Regions from separate parts of the Anser cygnoides genome. Here region 1 is linked to region 2. Evidence: chromatin contacts called from public Hi-C data. All regions are on one chromosome and are shown on one strand. The core of a region is the stretch at or near the end of the contact, and the rest is flanking DNA. Distances in the headings are between cores, read along the strand shown.

Region 1 (5,713 bases), core at 1,052-3,551, 66 kb before region 2:
GAGTCTATGTATGTCAGTAGAAAGCATGAAGAAAAATATCCCTTCAGAGAGTTTCATCCCAGCCTCCAGGAGCACTAGCGATTAGCACAGCCCTCCAAGAGCAAGCGTGCATATGACAATCCAATGACAATGACTGCTGAGGTTTTCTACACTATCGATGCTATTCAGTGAACCAACAGCACTGGATACAGTTTGCACCTTCTGAAGTTTCCTGAGAAACAGCACCACAAAGAGTTGAATTATTTTACTTAGTACTGTTTAAATAACAGGAGACCATAATACTCAGAGTATCACCGATGATTAACTCCAGGTCCTATGAGACCCTTTAGGCTGGTCTCCTACAAAACAGACCAGTACACGACTTGCCCAAGATGTACACGTTCCTCAGCATTCTGGTGACTGCCTCTCACACCACCTACACTGCTGATTAAAGCAGCCCCCATTTACACTCCATCCTCACGCAGGTCCTGTACGAAATCCTGCCTCTGTGACGGAACAGATGGGAAACAATGAAAAGCTAAGTATTACCCGCACACAGGCGTCATCCACCACAAACAGCCAGCGTGCTGTACCCTTACAACACTCCTCAAGAGAGCGTCTTGCAAACTTCTTACTAGAACATCCCAGCTTGGTTACTCGAGTGCCCCTCTACCTACTCCGCTGCAGAACGGCTGTTATTCTAGTTTTAGAGGCAGACGTATCAGAATCAGGATCACTTTCTGAATCTCTTCAAGAAGAATACAAAAAATCAATTAAAGAAATTAAGAAAATACTTTATCCACATTTTAAGGAAGCCTACAGAGCTGATACAGGGAATTAGATGACAATGAACTGTACTTCTGTACCCTAGAATTTGATTGAAATAATAGAAGATAAAGATGACGCTACACCAGATTACACAACATGGTTTTATAAATCAGCCATCTGCTCACCAGCTACCACAGTGAACGTTCCCTTTATAATTTACGACAGCTGTTTACAGATGTTTTTCAGTGAAGCACCAGCAAACAGGGATGGCCTTGACCAGCCTTCAACCTGACAAAAGAGCACCAGGAAGCTTCAGGCTTATGGTTACTATTCACAAAGGAGGCACCGAGCAATGAAGTAGCTCACTTTTGATCCTTTGCAAATTAACATTAAGCAAGAGCACAGGAACATGAAAAACTACAGGAAAGACAAGGCAGGGCAATGTGAAAGGGCACTACAAGCAGAAGACAGTCTGAGCTAAATGCCAGGGTAATATATCTACCACAGATACCTATCTATCACATACCTACCCACACACACTACAGTGTGTTATTCAAACATTCCCTCCAGAGCACTGGGATGTAACATTAAATACAGCTGGAAAACACTGCGTGGGTCACAGGTCAGTACATAGCAACAACCAAGAAAACAAGCATATTTTGTAAGTGAACAGAGAAGGGTAGAAAAATGCTACTGAAGAAGCTGACAAACAGATCCACCCGAACAGGATTACCATTCCACATCAACCCGGACACGCTGCTGTGAAGTTACAGTATTTTCAGAAGTTGACAATAAGAATGAACAGAGGCCTAGAAAAAAAGCCTGAGTGAAAACAAAGCACGTATTCTATCTCTTCTGGGAAACGGAGATACTCCTAATCTGTTTACTTTCTTTCATAACATGAGAAAAAACACAATCGAGTGAACTAGGAGACATGAAACTGAAAGTAAAACATTTTTAGACAACAGGTAGATTGCCCTTTAGAAGTCTGTCACAGGATTTTACAAGTCGTGCAGAGGAGCAGGATTAAAAAGGATGAGGGTACTCAACCAGTAAGATTTTTCTAAAGGTTAAAGAATACAAACACATACTGGAAGGGATACAAGCTCTTGTAAACAAGCAAACAACTGAGAACAAGCTTCCTAGATTAGCTTGCTACAGTCTCACACATTTTAGATTTCACACAAAACTACTGGGCTAGCTGGTTTGCTGACCTAACAGTGCAATAACTGTTCTAGCTCTTCACAGTAACAAACTTGACCTTTCTGCAGCCAATTGTGGTTTTCAAGACCACCTAAACATAAAACACAGCATATTGTAAGAGAATGCAAAAAACACAGTACGTATGCCAAACCAAATATATTTTATTAAACTATGCAGCTTTGATAGGTTAAAGGTGACCTGCAAATCAATTTGTGCAACTTTCATCCACGTAAGCAATACACGTTGCATTATATGCTCCATTAGCCAGGCTAAGAGAACAGGGAGATCTGGTTTATCAATCGAAACATTTTTCTTCTTAGGTCTTAGGAACTAAGAAGAAATACTAAGAATTGTGCCCATATAGCAGTGGGCCATGGAGTCTGCTTTCCAGTAGCACTTACCTGACCCCTTGTAGGCCGGCTCCGAGCTCCAGCGGGATCCCTGGGTGATGTGATATCACCAGCATGGTGCATGAGGGGTGTTACATTGGAGCGGGAGCCGGAGGTCCTAGTGGGGCTGCACTTCATGGAACCTAAGAAAAAGAAATAGTAAGCGTTTTGGTTATGTGCTGAATGCTGCTCTCTGCTTAGCCTGGAGAATGAGAGCATTCAGCACAAACACTGAAACGATTTTGTCAAATTGATTTGCAGACCACCTTTTCATGAGTGACTTTCTGGTCATTTGCCACAGAACTCCCTGTCCTCTCACAGTACCACCATGACTGCAGACAAACGTTTACAATGCTGCAATAAGTGGGTTAGTCCCACTGTTCTTTGGCTGCACAGCTCCATGTGTCATGCCAGCAACCTTCCTTATATCAAAACCCTTTATTTCAGCAAGTACCTTACCTCTTCGCTGATGCTAAATATTAATAACTCTGCCATCAGGACTATACTACGTTTCCAAGCCTATCACAAAGAGAGGTATGAGTACAAGGCCCTGTGATAGAATGGGCTTGGAGAATTCTAGTCCCAAATCCCTCTCCACTGGAGAAAAAAAAACCAACATCGTTGTCCTCTTGTGTAAATGGAGTCAGATTCATTTTGGAATGCTTATCACTTTGAAAGTCCAGTAGCAATTCATTTTTCTTTTTATTTTTTTTTTAGAGGTTTTGCTATCAGAGAGCATAACAGGTAATATACCATGAGAATCAATAAAACAGAAACATCAGCTGAAAGGAAAAATACATCTTAGCCATCCAGTATCAATTAAAAAAAAATTACTGTCCATTCAGCTTAAAGTCCAAATGGAGTGCAAGGGCACTCTTCTTCCTCCTCCCACCACTTTAGCAGGACATGAAAATTCACAGTGCAAGTCTCAAAACAGCCCACATGCACTGCAAAGTCACAGAAAGTTGACGAGCTCCCTATCTTGAGTGAAAACAGGAAAAAGTACAGCTTTCTGACCACTAAAATCACTTTTAAAAGGTGCAAGTTCAATATTCTGTACATCCCATGTACTGCATATTTCACAAATATTGTTTCAACAGTGCAGTCCAGACTGAAATGCCTGTGCCAAAAGACCTCTTCCTTTGTCAAGCCAACTCTAAGTAAAACAGAGTACATCCCAGCTACGACACTCTTCCTGCTCCATGCTCTGCAAGTTCCTGCTCAGTGATATTTTTAAGCAAAGCATTTCAAGGAAAGACATTCTGCTCAGTAACCAGACCCTGGTGCCAAAAGCAAGACAACAAAATTTCTAACAGTAGTACTGTCATTTTTTATTTTTAAAAATGAAACAAACAAACAAACAGTGTCAGGGGCACAGACCTTCTACGGTATTAGATGTTTGAACTAAGATTAGAGTGTTAGATTTGGAACTGAATTTTGAACTGAGATGTGTGTTGCCCACTGGCTAGTGCACTATACTCGAGCATCAGAAGTCTGTCGAAGCAACATGGATATTGTTTTCACATGCAAGCTCTGGTTTGCCTACTGCTTTCAGTGAAACAAACCTGGAGAAAATACTGCCAGAGACTGACCATTTACATTGAAACTTCACAGTCCTGAGTCAACTTAAGAGCGGTAGCTAACAGCCTCAATTTCTATACCAAGGTATTTGTAAGAAGTAATTTCATGAAATCATTCTCCAGCTAGAAAAGAACAGCCTTGCTCCTTCTGCTCAGCTGACAGCGGCTTTTCTTCTCCTGCACAAGCCCAGCAGGAACAGATGTAAAATACGAACCCAGCAAAATCAAAGTGAAAGACCTTCTGCTGGACTCTGTCTGGCAACCTCTTTAGATGGAGACAAGGAGAGCAAGGCACGAGACAAACCCAATTTGGATGCAGCTCCTTGTGAAATCGGAGCCTTGGGGCCCCACAGCTCCCCCAGTTACTGCATACTCGTCCTTTGCGTTCTTTGCTCACGCTCTAGCAAACAACCGCAGACAGTTACTACCACCACCTTGTTTTGCTTTTTTCAGTGGAAGGGAGGAGTACTTTTCAAATGAGGAAAATTTTACACAATTAAAAAAGGTTATTCAAACTCTGGTGAGAGGCAGGGAAGGGTGCTGCCTTCAGCTTATCACAGCTTTTCTCATAATTCCCTTGGCATGGAGAGAAGGAAGAAACAAATGAAGAGACCTGTGAGAACACCCATCAAAATACTTAAGAAAAAAAAATACACAAAGGACCCACTGATCAGTTTGCAATTTTTAAATATAAGTTTCTGAAATGTACATCTAAGAACCTATTTCTGAATATGCTGTACTGATTAAACTATTTTGAATTAGTTGGTTACTTGCACTTTGTTTTCTTGCCAGTGAAAGGAACTTTCCATCTAACTTCAATGACTTCAAACATAGTGATGAGATGTACACATTACAATTTGCCAACAAGGAAGTCTTGCCACTGGATGTTAGTGGAAAACAAGAACAGATAGTCAGCACATAAAAGGGACAAGGAGGTGCAGGGATCAATGAAACATCAATTCAGAAAGAGTTTGAGTATCTGTGACAGTGAATATCACAAATTTAAGTACAGTAGACTTTTTGATTCTAGAAAATATCCTTAATGTAAACCACAAACAAGTCCATGGTCCTCAACAGTCATATCCTGGGTTGCATACACCACCCTAGGTTAACATTTAGTACCTAAAAACACACAATGTAAAAGATACCAGGATTATCAGATCTCTCTCTCGTTGACTTTTCCTCAAATGAAAGCTAATGTACTTCTCACTCAGGTTTGCTGAACTGCAGGCACAATGTCCTACGATGGTGCAGATTTCCCATTTTATTTGTAACAGAAGTTATTAATGTTAAAAATCTCATATTTTCTGTTACTCTTGTTATTACATGAGGAACTTCAGTGATTCTTAGGAAAATCTTAGGAAAAATAGTGTCTTCAAAACATGGTAGACAAACAGCTTAACAGAGTTTTTCTTCCTTGCATATAAATCAATTGTTATCTTCTCGGGCCAATTTAACACTACAGAACGCTTTCTTAGAAGTTTATTTTGTGGTAATATACTCTTGCAAATGTACTGCTAAAAAGCACTTGATGGGTTAGCATCATTGGTTAAATAGTGATCTTTTAATTGTGAATTTTAGGTGAAACTGCTGTAGTTGTAAAAACATTACACCTACTTTCTAATAGAAGGCAGCTGCTCCCCTTATTAATCAACACAAAGACAGTTTTCTTTCAGGAACAGAGGAGAGATATATTATACAGTGTAGACAAGATATACACCCAACTACATCGCCACTCAGCCCAAGAGAATCTTTTCCAAGCTAAAGGTTTTGTGGACTACGAAGATGCAGAGC
Region 2 (5,823 bases), core at 887-3,386:
CACATCCCTGGAACCTAAGTCAAGCTGTCATTACGTGCATTTACTTCGCACAGCAATGCTCTCTGTTACAAATTTTTACCAATATTACCTCTGTAGCAGCACAGACTCACCGCACGGAACAATTTAAGATTAGAAGGGCATGCTGACTAGCCTTTCCTGACAAGGTAACTTCCTCGAGCTCACCGGTTTAACTTTTCCTCCACATTAGTTAAACTTGAAGGCAAGTCCTGAGAGAACAGAGTGACACACAGCAGTTTAAGTGGACACGTAATAACACACAAACCAGTCCAGGCATTAGCGTAAAACGTAAGGGGTAGGGTCTGAGGGGAGACTTGGAAAGAACCTCGATAATATCACAGCAGCAGGGACTGAAATACTACAGATACTACGCAGAGATCAACAAGACCAGGAAGGTACAACGGCCTGGTGAGAGCGTGGTGTTCGAGGCAGGAACTTGTAGAGCTGAGCAGACCACGCAAGCTGTGTAAAGAAGAGCCACGGGGCTTGGGGCAACGTAAATATGTTGAAAAGTAAAAAAAATAAGAAGAGGATCAAGATAAGAGGTAAGTAAAAAGCAGTGAAAACAAGAGTTACCACGAAAAAGTGAAGGAAGAAGCTGGTAATTCCTAACACACCCCACAACACCCCCCCCAAAATCAAACTGTTTCTACTCGGAATTTGCTTATCTGAAGAACCACCTCTAGTCCTACATCCTGGTGGCAATTAAGACCATTTAGGATGTTTTTGCTGTCGATCCCTGGCTCGGAGAAGCGCCTGCCTCTGGCGCTCAGGCCCCGTGGCAGCCAGCCAGGGCGCGCGCCTGGAGAACCGTGAGGGCGGCGCGAGCGAGGGCTGCGCGGCTCCACGGCCGCTTCCTCTCGCACGCTGGTTACGTCTCCAGGAATCACGTCCCGAAAAGAGCGTTCCAGCAGCGAACGACGCAGATCACCTGTTAAAACTTAGTCACGTTGAGCGTTTACGCCGGACGCGCTTCGGGGCGTCCTGTTGAAGCAATTACAAGGAAACACGACTGATGGCAGATTTTTGCCTTTTGGAGCGCGCGGAACAGGAACGGCAGCGCCGTGGGGCCGGGGACCCCGGCGAGACCCCGACAGGGCGGCAGGAGGGGGGCGCTTTCACAGACGGCACTTTCAGGCAGGGATAAAGTTCAGCTTTCGCTCTTAAAAAACTCCCCCAGCAGAACAACAACAACAACAACAAAAAAAACAAAAAAGCGCGTGCGGCACCCGACCCTTTGCGCCGCGGATCGCTCCGCGGACAACTCAGCTAATTTGTCGGGCTTCTCAGATACAAAGGGGGGCGGAACTCGGCTCCCCGGGCGGCGGCCGCGCTGAGGAGAGGCCCCCGCGGCCCGGGCGCTTCCGAGCGGCCGCCGCCCGCGCTCCCCTCCCCCCCCCCCCCCCCCCCCCCGGCTCCTCCCGCGCTCCGCCGCCCGCCCCGCCCTCCGCGCGCTGCCGGTGACGTCACCACAACAGGCTGCCACTCAGCCGCGCCGCCCCACGCCCCGCCGCCCGCTCGCGTCGCGCCCCGGCCCCGCGGCTCCCCCGTTCCCCCCCCCCCCCCCCCCCCAAAAACCGGCACCCGCCCCGCGGAGAGGCCCCCCCCCCCGAGGCGCGGCCGGGCCCGGCAGGCTGCCCCGGGAAAGCCCGGCTCCTCTCCCACCCCGCCCTGCCCTGCCCTCCCCTCCCCCGCCGCCCGGACCGGCCCCGTTACCGACCCCGGAAACTTGGCGGCGCTCCGCCGGGCGGCCTCCCCCCCCTCGGCGGGCGCGGCGACGGGAAACCCGGCCGGGCCGGGGCAGGGGGGGGGGAGGGGAGCAGGGTGTGGGCCGGCTACCCCCCGCCCGCCGCCGGCCTCGCGGAGCTCCCGGCCGGGCCCCGCCCGGGAGCCGCGGCCGCGCCGCCGAAGGGGAGAACCGGCCGGGAGCCCCCCCACACCCCCGCGCGGCCGTGAGCCCCGTGCCGGTACCTGCGGCCTTCCCCTGGGTCCGGCTCCCGCCGCTTCCTGCTCCACAGGCCCGAGCTCGAGCGGCGGCGAACGGAAACGGGCGGGGCGGGGGCGTGCGCGCTCACCGGCCCGGCGCGACGCGGCGCGGCGCTGCGCTCCTCGCTCGGCCCCGCCCGGCCCGGCCCGGCTCGCGCGCGCCCGTGCGCGCTCCCGCCTGCGCGGCAGCCAATGGCAGCGGCCGGCCGCGGGGGCCGCCGGGAAGGGGCGCTATAAAAGCCCGGGTGCTATTTACGCCGTGCAGGGCGGGCGGTGGTGGGTAGTGTGTGTGCTGGGTTATGCTGCGCTGCCGCTTCTCTGAGGGGGGCCCGGAGCCTAAGCTTTCGCCTTCTTCCTCCACTGTTGTTGGGCCGCTGGAGGAGTTCGGCCCTGAGGGTGGTTCTGCGATAGCTGCTGCTGGGCCAGGCAGGGGCGCCGTGGCCTCCGTAGGAGGCTTGGGCGGGTAGGGGCGCTCTGCTCCCCTGGGGTCTCACCGTGTGATGTGAAGCGAGCGATGGATCCGTGCCCCCTTTGTGTTTGGGGGGAGGCTGCTCTGCTCTGCTCTGCTCTGCTCTCCGTCCTGCTGTGTCTGTCTGGGCTTCTTCAGCTGGGCGAGGTCCTGCTGAGGGGACCCGTGCCCCAGCTGGCAGGTGGGTGGGGGCAGCTCGGGGCAGCCATCAGCCCCTGACACCTCCGAGCTCCCTGCGGTGGTGGCAGGGCGGTCTGCTGGTCTCCTGCTGGCGTCTGGAGAGAGCTTCCTGCATCCAGGCTCCCCCAGGGGAACGTGGGTGCTGTGGTCCTCTTAATTTGTGCCTAATTCTCATTCCTTCTTCCTCTGGCTGGGTTTCCCTGTCAGCTAACTTTGACTGGCCTTTCTGTGGACCGCTGCCTGGTGTCTGTCGGTGAAGGAACTGCTTGAACCTCCTCCAGTAGGTGAGGCTCTGGGACTAGCGCTTTCTGGGAATTGAAAGCTGATTGTTTTTTTTTGTTTTTTGTTTTTTTTAACAAGTTGAGCAGTAGTTAACATTTGATACAGTGACAACTTGTTTTAAGGCATACAGCTTGTTGCTGGTGCTTGACTGACAGTGACTGTGTGGGGCCCCGGGATGGTTTGTTCACTAGGGTGCCTGGTACACAGCTACCTCTGGCAGCACAGGTATAGCAAGACTGAAATCCGTTTCTCTGAAGTCTGTAGGGAAATTATGTATGTGGTTTGGACACCACCTTAGTGGGGCTCAAACAGCAACCCCTATGTCACGTCCTTTCTGTCACTTCTTTTATTCTTTCCCTCTGATCAAGGACCTTGTGGTGTACTGCTTTTTTCCTGGTCCAGCAGGAAGTTTGGCCTTTGTTCTGGGCCTGGTTTACAAAATGCTGCCAGGTGCTTTGACTGCAGTACATGTGTTCTCCTTTGCATACAGCTGTATCGCTTTGCCCAAGGCAGAGCTCTTTGGATTTGGTTGGGTCTGTGGCTCCAGGTCAGGTTTTCACTGTTAAAGTGGGCTTGTGCTAATCAAAGTGCTTCAGGAGCTTGATAAGGGCAGAGCTGCCTCCTCCCTCAGATTGGTGAATAGCTTTTAATGGATTGAGAGCTCTGCTTTTAATGGAGATGATAGCCAACAAGCCCTGCTACTGGCTATGAGGATCCTTAGCCTAACTCTCTCTCTGTAAACCATGCCTTTTCAATGCGTCCATAGTGCTGTCTTGCTATGTTCTCTTTTGTGTTTTGCGCATCCATGTCGTGACAGGCATGGTTTAAAACAAACGTCTGCGTTCTGACTTTTACATTATGGGCAGGATGCTGCTAGTTGTCAGCTTCAAGGACAAGAAGGTAGCAGAGAGCTGCAGCTCTTTCCACGTGACATGTGCAGACTTCCTGTGCAGACTTTGCTCATAAGTCCAAACTTTTTCCTTTTCCAATTTATTTTTGCATATATAAGAGTTCATACGGGGGAAAAAGGTTTCTTAGCTGACATCCAGGAACAGCTGATACATCTCAGAATATCTTTTGCAGAACATTTTTGCAATCAATTCCACTTATTGTAGTCAGGCAATCTCACAAGTGTGTTTACAGCTACCAGAAACAACAGCAACAAAAATTGAGTGGAAGTAACAGAAAGCAGTAGCTGATCAGGGTTTTTCTTTGAGAACATAGTAGGGATTGTTTTCAATCAAGTTACAGTCACTTGGCTGGAGAGCAAAACAATTTTTGTGCTGGGAAAGTGAGGACTTCTAAAATCACATTTGTAGAAACACAGAATGGCTTGGGTTGGAAGGGACCTTAAAGATCAACCAGTTTTGACCCCCCAGCTATGGGCAGGGATGCCACCCACTAGATCAGGTTGCTCAGGGCCCTTTCCAGCCTGGCCTCAAACACCTCCAAGGACGGGACATCCACAGCTTCTCTGGGCAGCCTGTGCCAGTGCCTCATCACCCTCTGAGTGAAGAATTTCCTCCTAACCTCTAATCTAAATCTCCCCTCTTCTAGCTTAAAGCCATTCCCCCTCATCCTGTCATCTGAATGAGAAAAAAGTCTCTCTCCATCTCTTTTATAAGCCCCCTTGAAGTACTGAAAAGCTGCAATGAGGGCACCCCAGAGCCTTCTCTTCAGGCTGAACAAACCCAGCTCTCTCAGCCTTTCTTCACAGGAGAGCTGATCCAGCCTCTGATCAACGTTGTGGCCCTTCTCTGGACCCGCTCTAACAGCCCCACATCCTTCTTGTGCTGGGGGCCTCAGACCTGGATGCAGCACTCCCAAGTGGGGCCTCCCGAGGGCTGAGCAGAGGGGGACAATCGCTTCCCTCCCCTGCTGGCCCCTCCTTTTGATGAAGCCCAGGCTGTAGCTGGCCTTCTGGGCTCCACTTGGGCACAGAGCCATTGACCAGCGCTCGCTGGGTGCAGCCTTCAAGCCAATACCTCACCTACTGAATGGTCTGTCCGTTAAGTCCGTATCTCTCTAGTTTGGAGATCAGGATGTCGTGTGGGAGCATGTCAAAGGCCTTTACAGAAGTCCAAGTAGATATTGTTCAGCAAAAGTCCTTTCATAATGTACCCTGCTCAAATATTTTCTGTTGGCTAATTGTGTTGTAGTTTGCCTTTGTAGGTTGTTTTTAGATATCCTTCCCAGCTCCCAAACATGCTTACCAATATAACAACACTGTCATAGCATATTATTGCTTTAGAACTACTTAAACTTAGAAGTGTGAAGGTCGTGTGTGGTTTTATATATATATAAACATATAAATGCAACAACTTTTCCACACTGTTCTGGATGTTCAGCTCATCTGAAAGTCAAAAACCCATCTGAACCCAGGCTGCTCAGATTCATAAAGAATGAAAGTTAGCAGGTCAAGCCACTCCAAACATTTTAAGTGCCCTCCCAGTTTCCTCATACGTGGCCTAGTTAAGCAAATGGGAACTCTCCCAGTGGTGCCAGTATAAAAAAAAAAAAAGGAAAAGAAGCTGAGTCAAACCAAGAGGTGATCTATTTCTTCCATGTAAGACCTTCTTCTTTCTCTCTCCCAATACGTGCAGCATTTAGGCCAAGTGCAGGCTTTAACAAATTTGGTTTGTGTACCTGTCCCACAGATACAGAAGCCAGAAGGCCAAGTCACTTGTCTGAAGTCCTAAAAGAAGCAGCCACTTCAAAGGCCAGTCCTTTAGCATCCTCCTTCCTGATGACTGACTGCAGAAATTAACCCGCTTGTGCCTCTCTGCAGGTGTGCAGCTTGCAATGGATCTGCAGCATGGTGTGGGGCAGTACTGCTGTCACAGCAGCCCTAGCGATAGGGAGAGCTCCAGTGCAGGGGATTTTCACAG

The links. Hi-C and Micro-C count contacts between places; a contact is called where the count stands out from the background.
Region 1: a Hi-C map of liver shows a contact between it and region 2, with 3 times the contacts expected there. The contact joins the enhancer-like site here to the promoter of RHOA in region 2. A contact is called at or near these places in 2 of 7 Hi-C or Micro-C datasets (both in liver).

The regions. Positions count from the first base shown.
Region 1 is chr10:17,945,404-17,951,116 of Taihu_goose_T2T_genome, reverse strand. The region is part of intron 12 of USP4 (ubiquitin specific peptidase 4); the gene reads right to left. Among named protein-coding and RNA genes, the nearest start is that of EMC3, 24 kb to the left of the region's middle. Within about 2 kb of position 2,301, at least 1 of the 3 cell types and tissues checked has open chromatin away from gene starts, as enhancers often do. A contact at or near this core is called in liver, where this site is marked.
Region 2 is chr10:17,879,464-17,885,286 of Taihu_goose_T2T_genome, reverse strand. It overlaps RHOA (ras homolog family member A), which reads right to left and starts at 2,136. Exons shown (of 5, transcript XM_067003246.1): 1 at 1,990-2,136. It overlaps LOC106049495 (a long non-coding RNA gene), which reads left to right and starts at 2,266. Exons shown (of 3, transcript XR_010833952.1): 1 at 2,266-2,937; 2 at 5,593-5,723.